Linked DNA regions of Mus musculus: region 2 is linked to region 1. Evidence: chromatin contacts called from public promoter capture Hi-C data. All regions are on one chromosome and are shown on one strand. Each heading gives the region's core, a stretch centred on a gene start, on an enhancer-like site or on the middle of the called end of the contact. The rest is flanking DNA. Distances are from core to core; before and after follow the strand shown.

Evidence for each region. Promoter capture Hi-C pulls out the DNA fragments that hold promoters and counts their contacts.
Region 2: a promoter capture Hi-C map of macrophages shows a contact between it and region 1, with 10 read pairs. The contact joins the promoter of Wfdc21 here to the promoter of Ccl3 in region 1. A contact is called at or near these places in 22 of 39 promoter capture datasets (the 3T3-L1 cell line, 3T3-L1-derived adipocytes, the C10 cell line and 14 more), 2 of 15 datasets of contacts at CTCF or cohesin (the NIH/3T3 cell line and pro-B cells), 104 of 484 Hi-C or Micro-C datasets (the 3T3-L1 cell line, the 63-12 cell line, the AML12 cell line and 64 more), 17 of 115 datasets of contacts at active chromatin or transcription factors (the 230-238 cell line, CD8 T cells, DN3 thymocytes and 12 more) and 5 of 9 other capture datasets (adipose tissue, bone marrow-derived macrophages, liver and 2 more).

Annotation. Positions count from the first base shown.
Region 1 is chr11:83,648,025-83,650,724 of GRCm38.p6, reverse strand. Ccl3 (chemokine (C-C motif) ligand 3) reads left to right here and starts at 1,347. Exons shown (of 3, transcript NM_011337.2): 1 at 1,347-1,523; 2 at 2,045-2,156; 3 at 2,382-2,700. The coding sequence starts at 1,448. The coding sequence ends at 2,472. It also overlaps a transcript of Ccl4 not described here.
Region 2 is chr11:83,745,671-83,748,370 of GRCm38.p6, reverse strand. Wfdc21 (WAP four-disulfide core domain 21) reads right to left here and starts at 1,431. Exons shown (of 3, transcript NM_183249.2): 1 at 1,248-1,431. The coding sequence starts at 1,344.

The DNA.
Region 1 (2,700 bases), core at 98-2,597:
CACACACACACACACACACACACACACACACACACACACACACATGCACACATGCACACTCACAAGCACCTTCTTTCAAACATGATGCTACACACTTGTAATCCTAGCACTCCAGAGCCTGAGGCAGAAGGATCATAATTTTGACTACCTAGTGAGACCTTGTCTCAGAAGTTAAAAGCAATTAAAAGTAAAACACTGGATAACTGCTTACTTTTAAACTAGTGATATTGAAAATGCTTTAAACTAAGTGAGTACATGAGTATGTGAGAGGACAGGAAGATAATATCTCACCAAATAAAATTTAAAAATCTCAAAATATAAGAAAATTAACCACTCACAGGCCCATCTCACAAGTTTTAATAATTCTTTAAAGTTTTTATTTTTAGTGATTTTTTAAAAAAAAATTCCAGTATTATTTATTTATAATGCCTGGGTTTGGTGTGAAAAACTGTATATTTCCAGATATTTGTAGAATTCTTCACTTTGTAAAACTTGTACAATGTTTCTTGATATTTTTATCACCAATGTTATGAGTGTACTTATGTCATTTTAATTTTAAGAGCTTCATAAACAAGCAATCCAATGTATATACTATAATTTAATTTATAATTTTTTCATAGTGAAAGGTTTTGTTTCTTTAGTTTCAAGTTATAATGACAATGGACCAGCTGTCTCAATATTTAGAGATGGCTTTACATTTGGGTTGTTTCCCCAAAAATCTTTCCTAGAAAGGCTATTTCTAGCTTAATGGAAAAAATATTTTTAGGCTTCTCACATATTAACGCCCACACTTGAAGTATCTTTATGATCCACAACTAATGTTCAACCCAGTGGCCTAGTCACTTTGCGGCTGATGATTGGACAAATGTCTTAAATGTGACCGCGTCTTCCCCATTGCTCGAGCTGGAGATGCTTTTCCTCAGTCCCTCACTGTGGTGGTAGGAGGGGCTGTTGTGCCACCATCCACAGCTATTCTTCCATGTGGTTAGAGAAGCTGAGAAATAACGAGAGTTTCCGTTCCATGGCAAGGAATGGGTTTGGAGTGTTTATTCACAGAACGGTTCTCATGAGATGGGACCAGCTAAGAATAGCCCTGGGTTGACACTGTCCTACCTCCTCCTGCTCATAAGAGAAACTACTTCCCCACAAGAAGAAAGAATAGGTCACGAGTTGAGAGCTGAGACTTATATCTCAGAGATGCTATTCTTAGATATCCTGGGCCCCTGTGGTCACTGTGGACCCTGGGTTGTGTAATATCCATCATGACACCATTGCTGTGCTTAAAATTTTCCCTCCTCAGCCCCGGATTCCATTTCCTCATCTGCTAGGGCTACCTATAAGAGAAGGGGCATATGGCTTCAGACACCAGAAGGATACAAGCAGCAGCGAGTACCAGTCCCTTTTCTGTTCTGCTGACAAGCTCACCCTCTGTCACCTGCTCAACATCATGAAGGTCTCCACCACTGCCCTTGCTGTTCTTCTCTGTACCATGACACTCTGCAACCAAGTCTTCTCAGCGCCATGTGAGTCTACACTGCTACAGGAGGTGTCCCCAGTCTCTGGTCTAAGGCAGACCATAGCAGTCTTTTCTGTGGTTTCAGAGTCTACAAGAGAAAAGAAGCTGGTCTTTCTCTTTGAGATTTTTATTTTCCTCTCTATGGTGTGGAAGGGTCTAACCTTTTATAGGTACCCAGAACTTGAAATCACAGTAAGGATAGTGTTGTCATGTACTTACTAGCCAGCCCTGGGATTCTTAAGGAGCTCTGCCTCTGGGATGTCTTATGGTGATGCTCTGGTGTCTTCTTTGCTGACTTCTGGTATTAGAGAAAGCTGTGGGAAAGACACAGGGCAACACATAGAGAAAGAGAAAGCCCACAGTGAAAATATAGATAGAACAGAGACAGAAACAATGACATTTCTGGTCCCAAATGCCCAAATGCCTTCAGATCCTTAGCCTTCCAACTCCCACCCCAAGCACCTTCCTCGCCTCTTAAGTTGTTTTAGGTGTCCTACCCTGTTCAATGATGACTTTCTTCCCCTACAGATGGAGCTGACACCCCGACTGCCTGCTGCTTCTCCTACAGCCGGAAGATTCCACGCCAATTCATCGTTGACTATTTTGAAACCAGCAGCCTTTGCTCCCAGCCAGGTGTCATGTAAGTTCTGTTCTCGTGCTTTTCCTGATAAAGTGGGGTGAGGAACAGTGTAAGAGAGGGTTTTTCAGTCGTGGGGTGGGGGCGGGGGTGCAGTCACAAAAAGGGAAGCACAGGATCATCTAAAGGGTGCCAGTGAGAGGACGGGAGCGATGGAGAAACCACAGAGGAAGTCAGACTCTCCCATTGGATATTTAAGTTTTTTGACCCTTACCTCTCTCTGTGTAGTTTCCTGACTAAGAGAAACCGGCAGATCTGCGCTGACTCCAAAGAGACCTGGGTCCAAGAATACATCACTGACCTGGAACTGAATGCCTGAGAGTCTTGGAGGCAGCGAGGAACCCCCCAAACCTCCATGGGTCCCGTGTAGAGCAGGGGCTTGAGCCCCGGAACATTCCTGCCACCTGCATAGCTCCATCTCCTATAAGCTGTTTGCTGCCAAGTAGCCACATCGAGGGACTCTTCACTTGAAATTTTATTTAATTTAATCCTATTGGTTTAATACTATTTAATTTTGTAATTTATTTTATTGTCATACTTGTATTTG
Region 2 (2,700 bases), core at 182-2,681, 98 kb before region 1:
TCACAAGGGGAAATGTAGTAGGGTGGAACTTTGGGGAGGTCCGTGTGTGACCTGGGACACAGGACCTACAGAGGCACTCCCAGGACCAGAGACTGACTCTTCAAGTCCTACCCCTTAGACATATTATCTGCCACTCCCAGTTCCCCTGGAATAGGAGGAGTCAGGAGGATTGGCAAGTAGAGGTCTGGGCGAGTTTGGGAACAGGAGAAATAAATGTTGCAAAGGGCAAGCAGGCCATCAGGACCTGTGGATTTGGGATTTCACTTAATAAACTGAGAGAAGGTCATTTGGGAGGATTATCTGCTGCAAAGGCATAGACAGAACCAGGATCCAACTAGTAAGCACATCCAAGAAGGAAGAGGGGGTGGAGAGGGCTTCTGGGAAGCTTTTGCAATGGCAGGGCTGTGGAGTAATCAGGGATGGACACAGTGAGGCAACAGAGGGCAAAGGACGGAAGAGATGCAAACTGTTTCAAAAACAGGTAGTTGATGGAGTGAAGACGAGAGGCTAAACTCTATCTAAAGACATTTAGGGGCAAGCATTCAGTCCAAGATAATCCAGGGCTGGCTGGCTGTAGGATAGGGGTTGTGGGGTAGGGGTGGGCAGACAGCATCAGTCTGCAAAGGCGAGACTTTATTACAGAGGAGAGTGTGTCAGGAGTTTGATGAGGCTGTGGTCACAAAAGGGCTAAGGGAAGAATGGGCAGAGGATTAAGAGTAGTCCTTTGAGGCCAAATAAGATGGGGTGGATTGTGCTTGTAATCCCAGCATAGCAAGATGAAGCAGGAAGATTGCCATGTTGTTGAGGTCAGCCTGGGTTACACAGTCAGTTCCTGGCCAGCTTGGGCAAACATACAAACAAACAACAATGAAAACCCACGGCAACAAAACCCTTTCTGAGAATAATATTGGTAAAGAAGATTGAGATTGACCTGTGTCTAGCATAATTACAAGAATATTTTCTGTAGACAGGTCAAGGTAGACGCCAGTAGAGAAGGAGACGTCTGGGAGAGGGAGCTTGGCTGAGGAGCAAGCAGGAGGGGGGTCCAGTCAGGTGACCCAGGGAATGGAGAGAGGGAAAGCAGAAGAGGGATTCTGTTCTGGGGAATTCAGAGGTGACCATCAAGGAGGATCCTAAAGAGAACTCTTTCCTCCAGTTTCTCCCTCCTTCCTGCACACACTGGTTCTGGATGTCTTCTCACCCCTCACTTGAGGAAGAATAGTGCAACCGTGTTTGCCCAGACGTACCTAAAAGCTGCAGAGGTCTCACTGCAGCCTGCAGCTCCTGTACCTCTAGGCTGAGGGTGATGAGGGACACCAACAGAAGGAAGGCTCCTAGCTTCATGCTGCTGCTGAAGGATGTTAGCCAATACGCAGCAGGGCCAAGAGCTGCCAGAATTTAAACCTCTTCACCCACTGAGCTAGGCAGCAAGGCTAGGGGCGGGCCTGCACACCACAGAAGCCAAAGCCCCGCCTGGAAACCAGCATTGCCAGGGACACACACTATGTATGTCCTGGGTAGTGCCATCTTACTCAAGCCAAGCTCCGTGCCACAGAACACCCTCTGTTCCACAGATAGTCCTCCTAAAGTTGGAAAGCTGGGGTGGTAAGGGACTCTCGTTCCTTTTCAATGAAGTATTAGAGATCTACTCTGGGCCAGGAATGAGCTGTGATAAGGAATGTGTCCTCAGGGAATGACAATCCAGGAGCTGGGTGTCAGCTAGGACACCATCTGCTTTTGTACTTCTCTCTCCTTGCTCTAGGACAGTTGTTCCTGTAACTGAGGGCAGGGAGAGACCGTGGGAGAGCCAGTGGGGTGCGGCCACCTGTTGAGGAGACAGTAAGCCAGCGTCGTTCCCTCTGCCTTGATGCCATCATCTCTGCTGTTTGGAGCCTTCATTTTGGGGAACCCCAGCTGTCAATATCTACATCAAACCCTCCCAGGATGCCTCTCAGGCTGCACCACTGCTGTGCGACTTGGAGAGTGAGTGGGGTGAGAGTGACAACTAGCCCAGGTGTGAGCTTTCACTTCTTCCTTCTTGTAGACACGCCTGCTAATCCAGATGAGTGATTTGTAACTCAGACCATCTGTGGTTTGGGTGCCAGGGGAGATACCCTCTTCTTTCCCTGGTGGTGGGGGAGGAGCACACACAATGTGTCAATTTGATACAAGCTAGAGTTCCCAGAGAGAAAGGAGCCTCAGTGAAGAAGAGGCCTCTATGAGATCCAGCTCTAAGGCATTTTCTCAATTAGTGATCAATGGGAGAGGGCCCAGCCCATTGTGGGTGGTGCCATCCCTGGGCTGGTGGTGGTCCTAGCATCTCTAAGAAAGCAGACTGAGCAAGCCAGTAATCAGTTTCCTTCCATGGTTCTTGCCTCCAGGTTCCAGCCCTGCTTGAGTTCCTGTCCTGACTTCTTCCAATGATCTGGCAGTGTAAGCCAAAAAGCCCCTTTCCTCCCCAACTGGCTTTCTGGTCATGGTGTTTCATTGCAGTCATAGAAACCCTAAGTAAGACAAATACTGTAACTCATAAAATACCTTAACATGAAATGAGCTGGAAGCAGGGGGTAAGAGGGAGAGGGAGAAGTCACAGGATCAGTTTGTTGTGCCTTTGTAGGTGTCTGGGAAAATGGTTTATTTCAACAGTAGAGGGCAGGGGCCCTAAGTTTAATTCCTAGGAACACACACGCACACACGCAC